3 separate regions of the Mus musculus genome follow, and regions 2 and 3 are each linked to region 1. Evidence: chromatin contacts called from public promoter capture Hi-C data. All regions are on one chromosome and are shown on one strand. Each heading gives the region's core, a stretch centred on a gene start, on an enhancer-like site or on the middle of the called end of the contact. The rest is flanking DNA. Distances are from core to core; before and after follow the strand shown.

Region 1 (3,628 bases), core at 836-3,335:
TCAGTCCAGTTTCTGGGACTGGAGAGATGGCTCAGAAGTTAAGAGCACTTGCTACCCTTACAGAAGACTGGGGTTCAGTTCCCAGCAACGGTATGGTGGCTCATTATCATCTCTGACTCCAGTTCTGGGGCACATGATGATCTCTCCTGGCCTCCCTGGGTACCAGGTTGTAAGTGATTCATATACATACATGCAGGCAAAACACTCATCCACATTATAAAAAAAATGGTTTTTTTTTTTTTTTAGCTATCTTTTATAAGAACTTCCCAAGGTTTCTATTAGTACCACTTTGACTTCATAGTTTATCACATTTAAAAACAAAGCATCTCACTAACGAAGACGGAACTCTGCTACCAAAGCAGTGGTTCTCAACCCTTCTAATGCTGCAACCCTTTAATAAAATTATTTTGTTGCTACTTCATAACTTTAATTCTGCTACTGTTATAAATCATAATGTAAATATCTATATTTTCCAGTGGTCTTAGGTGGCCCCTGTGTAAGGCTGTTCGACCACCAAAGGGGTCATAACCCACAGGTTGAGAACCACTGCGCTACAGCGTGACTATGCTTCATACATGAAATTATTATGATGGCTTTAATCTCTTTGCTAAAACACATTAGCAGCAAAGCTGGGTCTAGGATGTAGTTCATCAGGTACAGTGCTCAGTTACTATACACAAAGCTTTAGGTTGGACCCCCAGCACTGAATAAACAGTGGGCGGTATGCAATCCCAGCACTGGGGGAGGTGGACGGAAAATTAGAAGTTTGTTGTTTTCTTCAGCTACAAAGTGAGTTTAAGATCAGCCTGGGTTATACAAGCCCCTGATTCTTTAGAAAAATGGACCAACCAACACAACTGCTAAAAATATGGGATGTCAATGTACTTAATGAAACTCTTCTAATATAACAACATCTACTCATATATTAAAGTTGCCAGTTGCCAGAAAAATATCCACTTCCAATAGATTTTGGTTCCTCACTTCTGTAAACAGATCAGGAACATAGTTTACACACCAAATTCATTTTCATTCTTTTCCTGCTTAAGTTTTGTTCCCTCATCTTTGCCAGCAATGTTATAATAGACATTTTTCTAATGCATTAAAAGATAAACCTTTTTAGAATGGTGAGTTAATAAATATTGTTATTTCCGAAGGTCCTCCTTCTTTTATGTCAGCTCATATCTTACACAAGTATCCCCGATAATATCTTAGTTTGCATTTTACTCAAACAGGAAAATGTTACCCTAGCAGGAAGTACCTAAATCAGCCTGGTACGGGGGTAGCCAAAGAAGTATTACAAGAGTTAGGTCTTCCTCCTCCCTCAAATTCTTTAAAAAGACCCTGTTTTTTTTAAAAACAAAACAAAACAAAAAAAAAAAAAAACCTGTTTATACAACCGCTAACTGTGCTTTATATAGCCTATGTAGGGTAGCCGAAGGGTAGCAGTCTAGCACAATACCCATCTCTACTATGGTCATTTTCGGTAATCACATTATTGGGGTTGGGCTGTAACTTAAAGATGACCCAATACAAACCCACTTTTTACTTTTTTCAAGCTTATTTTTATAAGTAAGAAAAGTAAATCACTTATTACTGAGTTGCTAAGTGATAATCTTAAGAATCTTTCAGTGCCTGAAATCCATTCAGTCCATGAAATCTCTCCCGAGTTTCAGAGAACTCACTACACAAATGCTTAACAAGCATTTAAAAATTCTACAAATTACAGAGAAATGTTTACTTAATATACTCTTTCATTCTTAGTCATTTCAAGTTAGACATTACTCAGATTTAGCCCGCAGCTTACACAATGATGTGAAGTTTTAAGAGTCAAAGAAGTGTTGGAAGGGTAGAGGTAGGTTGGGAATACCAAGCATCCCGACGCTGTCAACAGAGAAAAGTTTATAGAAATAAAAAAGACAAGGTGACCATGGGACGGCATACTCTTCCTGTATACTCTTTTTGCTCATAGAGGGCCCACAAAACAGCAACGTCTGGGGAAGGGATACCTACGGCATTTCGGGACTCCGTTGCTGGACAGAACCAACTGAGAAACCGCAAACGCGGAAGCATAAAAAGCCCGCGTAGTAAGCGCTGGATGAGGTGTCACCCCGTATGCAGCTCGCCGGAAACAGTCTCCGCGCGAGAAAGAGCCTGAACGTGTTCAAGGAAATGGTGCAGGGAGTCTAAGGCCAGAATCCATTTAGCCCCAGCCGCATGCAGCGCACGACCCTCCTCACTATTGTGGACATGCCAGCCTCGCAACAGATAAGCTACAATGCCATGGCTGTTCTCTCTCGGTCAATGGTCCACAAATCTCTGGTCGGAGCGTTTGGAAGGTGCTCTGCCTCTTATTTCCGGTGGCGGCGAGGCGCAGTTGCTATGGTAATCTAAAAAAGGCGGAGGTCTGTCCGGTTGCGCCGAGAGGTTCGCGGATCTACTAACGAAAATTGGCTGCTCTTCTTGGTTTGTGAGCTGAAATTAGGTAGCCACCAAGCCTCTCTCTTGCTCTGTCGCTCGCTCTGCTCTTCATTGTGCGGCCGCCTCTCCCATCTGCTACGTTTACTTCTGTGTCCTCCTAAGAGCCGGTGCATGCCCCGAAACACACAAGGGGATGCAGCATCGTGGCCAGAGGAGTACAAAAAACGGAGAGAGCTTGTCTGGGATTAGTTGTGACTGTTTCACGGTGCAGCGACGGTGACTGGATGGCTCTCTGTTTTCATTTGGCCCTTTAGACGCCTTAGGCGCTTTTAACAGTTTATTTTTCCTGCTTATTGTGTGCCTAGTTATTTATGGAGCCGTTTGCTACAATATACTCTCCAGGCCCCTGTCTCAGACTTGGGCTAGAATTTTAAATAAAAGGTGGTTTCCGAGCCCTAGGGGTGCAATTATATATTTATTTAAGCTTCAGTTTGGACTGTCTTCACAGGAAGGGAAAGAATAGAATTCTGGAACATTTCTGTCCAGGGATTTTCATGTGAGAATAACCCCATTTGGAAGGAGCACTTGAAGATCCTTAAAAATGTTTTTAAATTGCTTGCTGTAAGCCGAGTGCTTGCTCTTCCTTATTGGAATAGTTTTCTTTCCCGTTTGTGAGATGGCGCGCACGCATATGTGTTTAAAACCGATGTTTAATTATGGTGATACCAATTTGCAGTAACCAGACTGTGACACCACATCCCTATGGGGTCCTTCTAAATCTGGTGTAATATGAAAGTGTCAGGCAGGCGGTCTGTGTATTATAAATAGGGTACTTCATCCATGATAAGCGATTATTATCTTTCTTTCCCAAGTGTAAAAGACCTACATAATTCAAGAAGGTGCCAGTGATTTAGGCCTCCTGAGTATGAATCCAATGAGTCCTGAAGGGGACCCTACCTGTGTCATCTTATTGTTCAACTTGAACTATTCAATTTATTAGATTGGAATGTATTTTTAGAAGTCAACGCAGGATAAAGCAATGTTGGAAGCCATTAGACCACCAGAACAATTTTGCCCTGCATAGTAGCCTTTGTTCAATAAACCTTCATTCACATTAAAAGAAGAAATGACTGAGATTTCACAAATTACCACTGACTGGGTGACATCTCTGTCCCTCAATTTCATCATCTGTAAAATGGACAAAAAGTGC
Region 2 (3,628 bases), core at 758-3,257, 910 kb before region 1:
TAGAAACCATCCAATGATCTCATTTTAGGTTTCTTAGAAATCCTTTAGAAATAGAAACTTTGAAATCCTATAAATGACTTTTATTATTATAATTATTATTATTTTTAAGTTTCGATTGTCCCTTGAGTTTGTGCCCATTCTTGGACTGGTCTCTCTGGGATCCTTCCACTACAGCCATGTTTTCGTAGTTTATCTTTCCCTGCCCCTACAGTAAAGTATCTTTAAACTCCAAATCTGCTTCACAAACTGGCAAGTCTGAAAATGAGTTTCTGGAATTAAGCCACGAATCCCAGTTTGGACCGGGCGAAGGTCCCTAAAAGTTGACAGGAACTCCTCAGGCTGCCAGCTGACCCTGGAAAGTTGTGCATCCTGCTTGTTCCCACATACGCCCATTTCACTACAGTTCCTACCGTCGTACTTAGACTCCCTATTATCCAAGCATCCTGTCCTCATTTCCAACACCAAGCTTCTAAAGCTCCCGGTGCTATGGACACGTGTGATGTGCAGCTCATCTTCTCCCACAAATGGACCTCCCCTCCATGCCATTCAAAGTACACTTCCTGGAACTGTCTGCTGAAACGTCAGTCTTCATTATCCCATCGAAACGACCAAACGGTTACCTTTTTAAAAAAAATCTACCATTTACACTATTTCAAATCACCAGTTTAATTTCGGTCTTCAGTAGACTGTAGATCATGGAGTACATTCCCTTCGCTTGTTATCCCTACCATGCTGAAAATAGTTCAACAGGGCATTAAACAGGGCAACACACACGGAGGGCACTAAACAGGGCAACGCACACAGTGGGTACTAAACCGAGCAACACACACCGTGGCCATTCAACAGACCAACTCACGATGGGCATTAAACAGGGCAACGCACACAGTGGACATTTAAAAAACAACAAAAAAACCCCACTTGAACGGATTTGTACTGAGTTCTCATCAGCTGTAGTACCGCACTGTGAGATCATCTCACAAAAGACAGAGCATACAGAACCAAGCCCAAACCGGGTGAGGCTGTGCGGCTGCCTGTGGGTCATTCGGTACCGGCTCGCGCCAGAACCCGTTGAAGCTCCAGCCGCGAGACCAGCCTGAGAACTAAAACCCTTGTGCAGCCTGCGAGAGGGGAGAAGGACCCGAGGCTCCAAGGCGTTCGGCTGTGCACTGTCTAGCTAAGGCAGTGCTCATTCTTAACGCACAACTTGAGATAGGGTGGACCGCGGCTTCCTCGGTAAACTGGACGCCCAGCGGGCGCCGAGCAGCTAGCAAAGCGCATCAGCCATTTTCCGAGCGTCTTTGGTAACCCTTCCGGAGAGGGCACGCCAGGAGGGGGAAGAAAAAAAAAAAAAAAGAAAGAAAGAGGCGGGCCTGCACCGGGGCCTCGGCCCAGAAGCCACACCCTCCGGGCTCGCCACCTCCCCATGCTAACAAAACGGAAAGCGGAACCCTAACCTCGGCAGAGAAAGCGCGCACTGGAGCGCCAATGAGCTTGCAAAGAGCCGCTCCAGGGCGCCGTATGCTCTCCCGGGATTGGCTGGGCCTCGTTCCTTGTACTTTTTTTATTGGTCAGACTGTCTTCTCTGCCGGCTAATTGTTTTATTCGTATAGGTACTTTTTGATTGGCTCTTCCTGGTGGGGCGGAGGAATGAGGTTTTGGAAATTGTTCAGCCTGGATTGGCGCATTTGAGCACCTGAGGAAGGGGCTTGTCCCAGTCACTCCCTGTCCCATCTCCCGACCCGTAAGCTCCCTCCCCTTCAACTCGCGAGTGCTAATGTTTAAAAAGAATTAAAAAAAAAAAAAAAAAAAAAAAAAAAGAGGGCGTGAGCGAGCGAGTGAGCCTCCTGCGCGCCAGCCCGGCCTCCTGCGCAGCGCGCGCCTCTGCGAGGACCCGCGCGAGCTGCCCGTGCCGCTGCCTGCGCTGTTTAAACTGCAGAACCCGTTAGGCCCCGGGAGGAACTACCGTTCCAGCTGGTTCCGGAGCCGAGCGTGCCGGGGGCGAGGGGCGGTCGCGCGGCGGCTCGCGCCTTTCGCGCCTCTGCAACGTGGAGAGGAGAACCGGCACTTTCCGTGGACGCCACCTCCAGCCGCGACGCTGGCGCGGGCGGGGGTTCACTCGCGGGGGTCCTGAGACTGAGGAAAACGCGCCAAGTTCCCCCTCGGCGGCCGTGCGGGGACCCTGCGGCTCGGGAGCGCCGCCACCGCTGTGCGCCCGTAGCCTTCCCGGCCGGGCTGCGCCGGGGATGTAGTGGTGCCGCGGCGGGCAGGACCGAGCGGCGGCCCGGCTCCCGCTCCGCGGACGAATGGTCACTCCCCCGCGGGAGGCGCCCACCAGCGATCCCTCTCCCGGGACGGCGGCCGGGCTCACCTGTCGCGCCCGCACTCTGCCCGGCTGGTCTCCCCGGCGGCGGCGCCGCGGACTCGCGAAGGGCCATGACCGGGTAAGGAGCGCCCGGGGTTCAGGGCCCGGGGCTGCGCGGCAGGTGCTGACGGTGGGGAGGGCCCCTTAGGCTCGGGCTGCGCTGCGAGGGACTGCCGGCGGGCGCGGCGACCCCCGGGGTGGCACACCCAGGACCCAAGTGCCCCTCTGCCCACGCCTTTCGTAATGGGAGAGGCTGGCCGGGAGAAGAGATGTTTGTGATCGCAGTGTCCTGGGTCGGGGCTTGCGAAATTTTACCGCGCATTTTCTTGACTTACAGTTTCTCCAGAAGTGTGTACGGCGCCACGTGTCTTAACCCTGCGCCCAAGAGTTTGTTTTTATTGTTTCACGTTTTTCTTGAAAGAAGAGTTGAATCCTATCATTGTACACAGATTTGAAAAGTAGTGGGACTGAGGATTCACGGTGTCATTTGGTCAAGAAGACTTAGGGCTAAGTTCATTGTGCGAAGCTTGGGTTATAGTTCTGGAGAGGCTTTTTTGACTGAAAGCTCTGAGAAGGGACGTGGAGAACATAAGATTGGGCACCCGGGAAAGTGTCGCGCTCTTGGTGACCATCAGTGCTGGCTGGCTGTTTAGAGGGTCCCAGATTGGGTGGCTGGCCGAGATGACGGCCGCTGTTTGAGCTGGCTGATGACTTTTCTCTCACTGGCTCCCAGGAAGACACCTTTCCGGAGTCATTAGTGCTTGGGGGAAGTCTGACAGTTTTGCGAAGGCTGGTTTATCATTCCTAACAGGTCATTTCATCAAGAACATTTAAGGGGCCAAGAGACAAAAATTTAAGTTGCAGATAAGATGGGAAATTTTGCCAGTTGTCCAGTTTTTCCTGAGTTGGTTCCCAGAAATGGTTTCCCTGCAGTGTACAGTGAACTGGGGTGAAATGTTTAGGGGTAGAGTTTGAATCAATTTGTGTGTACCTCAACTACTTACTACTTGGGTACCTATATTTGAAACTCGTTCATATTTTTGGAATATTGGAATAGAAGGATTATCTTTCTTCTAGATGTTCCAAATAAAAAATAAATTTCTATAAAGTATCACAGGTATTGCCGTATCTCTCTTCCTCCCTCCCCCGCTCCCGTTTAAAGTTTTACCTTGAAACTTCTAGTCACATAGCTTAGAAACAATTGGAGCTGGGTGTAGCTTGGCCGTAGGACTTCCCACTGGGGAGAAGAGGCTGGCAGGTAGATTT
Region 3 (3,628 bases), core at 698-3,197, 710 kb before region 1:
GATGGTTCTGAATTCGAGGTCCCCATTCTCTCCTACGTCTCAAGCCAGTACCAAAAAGCTAATAGATGTCTCCACTTAATGCTATATAAGCCCCCAAAGCCAAGATGTCTACACCTGAATCCTCACTTCCATCCAATCTTATCCCCAATTCGGAAACCACTTCCTCCTATGCACAGCTCTAGATATGAGTAGATGTCCTTCTATCATTCAGCTGGCTGCACAGCTGGAAAGCTGGGTGGCAGGAAAGGCGCATGGCCCCACTCTTCCTCAACTTCCACTCGCAATCACTCATCACTGCCATGTCTACCTAAACGTCTCCTGCAACAGCACAGGCTTCATTTCCCTGCCTTGATTTTGTAACTTCCAAGGCTAGCCTGACTCACGTTTGAGGCTGCTTTCCACAACAGAGTCTGTTTTCTGTCTTGAGACTAGTTCCATCTGATATCTCCATTCACAGAGAAGAGGCACTATCTATATTTCATACCTTACCCTCAAGGGTGTACTTACTTTATGAGATATAAACTCTAAGATCTATTTAAAAGAATTGTACAAAATGTGTCCTTTAATGGCATGCCTTAAGACCCCAAAACAAAAACTCATACTTTCCAATCCCAATTACAAATGTTCAATGATAATATGGACAATGCACTATTAAGTGCTTTATAAAAAAAATGACCATTTAAAATTCACGACAACCCAATAAGCTAGATACCATTATTACCATTTTTCAGATGAGACAACTAACATGCAAGAGAATTTCAACAACCTGGTGAAGGTCCCGATTTTAAAAACACTCAGTATTGTAATTTATCTTAGTCTACCAGTAGCACCCATATTCCTAAGAACTTATTTAAGAAGAATATGAAATACATATTTTAAAACTCAAAAAGGGTTCATTTACATCTGATCTTAGCCAAAGACAGAGATGCAATGAGATGTTAGTTTTAAATGGGAAAAAAAAAAAAGTGTCCCAAAAGCCTTAACATTGTGGGGGTCCGGAAACTAATAAAAGCTTTTCTCCAACATATCCAAAAACCTTCTACAAATATCAACAAGCTAAAAAGATTCAGAACCACAGAAATATATACAGCCATCACAAAATTTCATCTGAATGTTGCCTTTCTTTAAGCCTAAGTCGCAGAAATAAGGCTTTAATGAGACAACAAACAAACAATGCCTAGTTCCTTATCCATAAGTACATCCCATAGCTAAATTCTACAAACATCCTTCCATTTTTTTATCTGGACAGGGAGGTAAACTGCTGGGGAACCTTATCCTCGGTGGGTGGTTTACTCCTAGGCCCACGCATAAAGCCCAGTGCGGGTCGGGTCATCCATCTTCCTCTGGGGCCAGAGAAAGAACGCCCACCGAGCCCACGGGTAAGTGGGGTGCTCCCATGTCCCGCAGCCCATAACTTTGCACTGCGGCCTCAGTGTGCCTGTGCAGGCGTGGGTGCGGAGCCGCTGGGGCGGGCGGGGCGTCCGGGGTGCTGTCAGCGGTGGCGACGGGTGCGTGAGCGCCGTGGCCTCCACGCCAGTTCCTTTTGTTGGGGCGCCCGGAGCCGGGGCGTGGGCGTGGAGCGCCGGGGAGGACGCGACTGCGGACACAAAGAACCGCCGAGCTGCCGCACGCCCTGCGGGCCTGGCGGGGCGCGGACTGCAGGCCCGGGACCGCGCGGCAAGGCCCGTGGGCCGCGCCACACCCACCCTCGCACCCCGGGGGCCCGGCCGGGCTCCCCGCCGCGTACCTGCTGATCTTCTGAGCGAAGGCGCGGCGCTCCGCCATGGCTGCGGCGGCGCGGGGCTGGACGCGGGGCTGGACGCGGGGCTGGGCGGCCTCCTCCTCCTCGCGCTCCCGTTCGCGCTCCCTCCCGCGCGCTCGCCCGTCGGCTCTCCGGACCCCACCGCGAGGCTGGGCCGGCCGCTGGAGCGCGGAACCAGGGTACCGTAATGCGCCGAGGAGGCGCGCACGAGGAACCTCTCTCTGCCCCCGCCCCCGCCACCCCCCTTCGCCTCGCGCGCCAATCCCGGCTGGAGGCCGGGCTGGAAGGCCGCCGGAGCCCGCGGGAGCTGATGCGACGCCGGGTGTGGAACCGGGCCGCGAGCCCTCGCTGCCCTGCCGCCACGACCGGGAAGACCCACGACGGGGCCGTGACCGTAGCCGCCGAACGCGCGCGGGGCTGTGCTTTCCCCAAAGGGAAGGTTAGGAAATGGAAAGGGCCTTGCGGCTTGGTTCCTGCAGCTCCTGACTCCAGGCAGTTTAAAGCACCTTTCTTGCACGCCCCGACCTCGTGAGTGGGGTCTAGCTGGAGAAACAATGGCTCTTCTTTGTAGAAAGAACTCTCCCACAAAGGTGGTGTGATAATCGCTGATTTGTGGTGCATGGCCAAGCTTACACGCATGATCTTACTTAATCTCCACAACAGCTCTTTGAAGTAGATTTAGCTCCATTTTAGAGAGAAAAAAATTGTCTCAGAGAAGCTGTGACTTGCCCTTGGTCACACATGGCAAGCTCCTCCCGTGAACGTGAGACCCAGAGCCCAGGCCCTTTTCTCCAAGAACAGTTATCCCTGTAAAGAATTCTCTTGTGAGTCCTTTACAGTTACTCTGGCATTCTCATTTCATATGTATGCGTACATGCATATCCATCAGATGAACTGTTTTCCATCCTTTTGATGTTCTATAAATAGAACCTGTGTCAGTCTTGTTCTAATGCATTGGGTTCTGAAATTGTGAAACTAAGAAAAATCCTTTGGCTTCTTGTGACACCTTCCCTCCTAAATGTTTTAAGAATTTAATATACCTTATTTGCAGTTACTAAATGTCCTCTGTATCCTTGTGGAGCGTGTTAGATTGTCTCTCACCATAGCGAAACCTTCAGCTTGAAGCCTGGTCACTTGCCCAGTCATACAGAACAGAAAGCACTCATTAAGTGGGTCCAGGACTTCCCGTCTGTACCCTAACCTGGGTTTGAACCAGGTGATTGGATGCCTTTAAAACACTGGTTTACGGTGAGGATAGCCCATTCGAGGTGGGTATATATTTAACATGTACTTAAATGCAGGTATGCTAGAGCCCAAATGTGAGCTAGCTGCGGTTCTGTTTTCAGAATATTTGAGTCCATGGGGAAAGATACAGCTGCTCCAAGTCTAACTTTGCTGTAACACTGTTCCAGACCTTTCCATTGTTCATGATAGAAACCCAGTTGCTTTCTGCCTCCTCCCCATGTGACCTTGAGCAAATTACTTAAACAACCGGAACAGTGTTACTTAGTTGCAAGCATAGTGTGAAGATGCACTGAATTCAAGGTCTAAGTGTGGGGTCTGGGCTGCAGTGGGTACCTACCTAGCTGCTACAGTTTCCTCGCAGGTGTTATCAATATCCATGGTATACTTGACTTTGTCCTTGGTGCTTCAGAGTCTCTGGATGGCTTGTCTGCTTTCATGCTCCCAGGCAGATGTTGTAGGCCTTTATCTCTGCTTGACAAACATCTTCTCAGTACTCTCTTAGAGACTGAGCACATTTTGCTTTGAATAGTTCTTTGTATACATGACTCACTAGTTGCCAAAGAGTCTGAAAGGACATTGCATGCACTGTGAAGCTTACTGGAAACAGTAGGAATGGAACAA

Evidence for each region. Promoter capture Hi-C pulls out the DNA fragments that hold promoters and counts their contacts.
Region 2: a promoter capture Hi-C map of pre-B cells shows a contact between it and region 1, with 6 times the contacts expected there. The contact joins the promoter of Usp1 here to the promoter of Itgb3bp in region 1. A contact is called at or near these places in 11 of 39 promoter capture datasets (the 3T3-L1 cell line, the C10 cell line, the HPC-7 cell line and 5 more), 5 of 115 datasets of contacts at active chromatin or transcription factors (the 230-238 cell line, astrocytes, bone marrow-derived macrophages and 2 more) and 2 of 9 other capture datasets (adipose tissue and liver).
Region 3: a promoter capture Hi-C map of pre-B cells shows a contact between it and region 1. The contact joins the promoter of Dock7 here to the promoter of Itgb3bp in region 1. A contact is called at or near these places in 5 of 39 promoter capture datasets (the C10 cell line, cranial neural crest, embryonic stem cells and 1 more), 2 of 115 datasets of contacts at active chromatin or transcription factors (astrocytes and bone marrow-derived macrophages) and 3 of 9 other capture datasets (adipose tissue, liver and pancreatic islet).

The regions. Positions count from the first base shown.
Region 1 is chr4:99,827,073-99,830,700 of GRCm38.p6, forward strand. Itgb3bp (integrin beta 3 binding protein (beta3-endonexin)) reads right to left here and starts at 2,086. Exons shown (of 9, transcript NM_026348.4): 1 at 2,011-2,086. The coding sequence starts at 2,015. It overlaps Efcab7 (EF-hand calcium binding domain 7), which reads left to right and starts at 2,373. Exons shown (of 14, transcript NM_145549.2): 1 at 2,373-2,482.
Region 2 is chr4:98,921,803-98,925,430 of GRCm38.p6, forward strand. Usp1 (ubiquitin specific peptidase 1) reads left to right here and starts at 2,008. Exons shown (of 9, transcript NM_001301414.1): 1 at 2,008-2,441.
Region 3 is chr4:99,118,978-99,122,605 of GRCm38.p6, forward strand. Dock7 (dedicator of cytokinesis 7) reads right to left here and starts at 1,948. Exons shown (of 50, transcript NM_001369286.1): 1 at 1,748-1,948. The coding sequence starts at 1,785.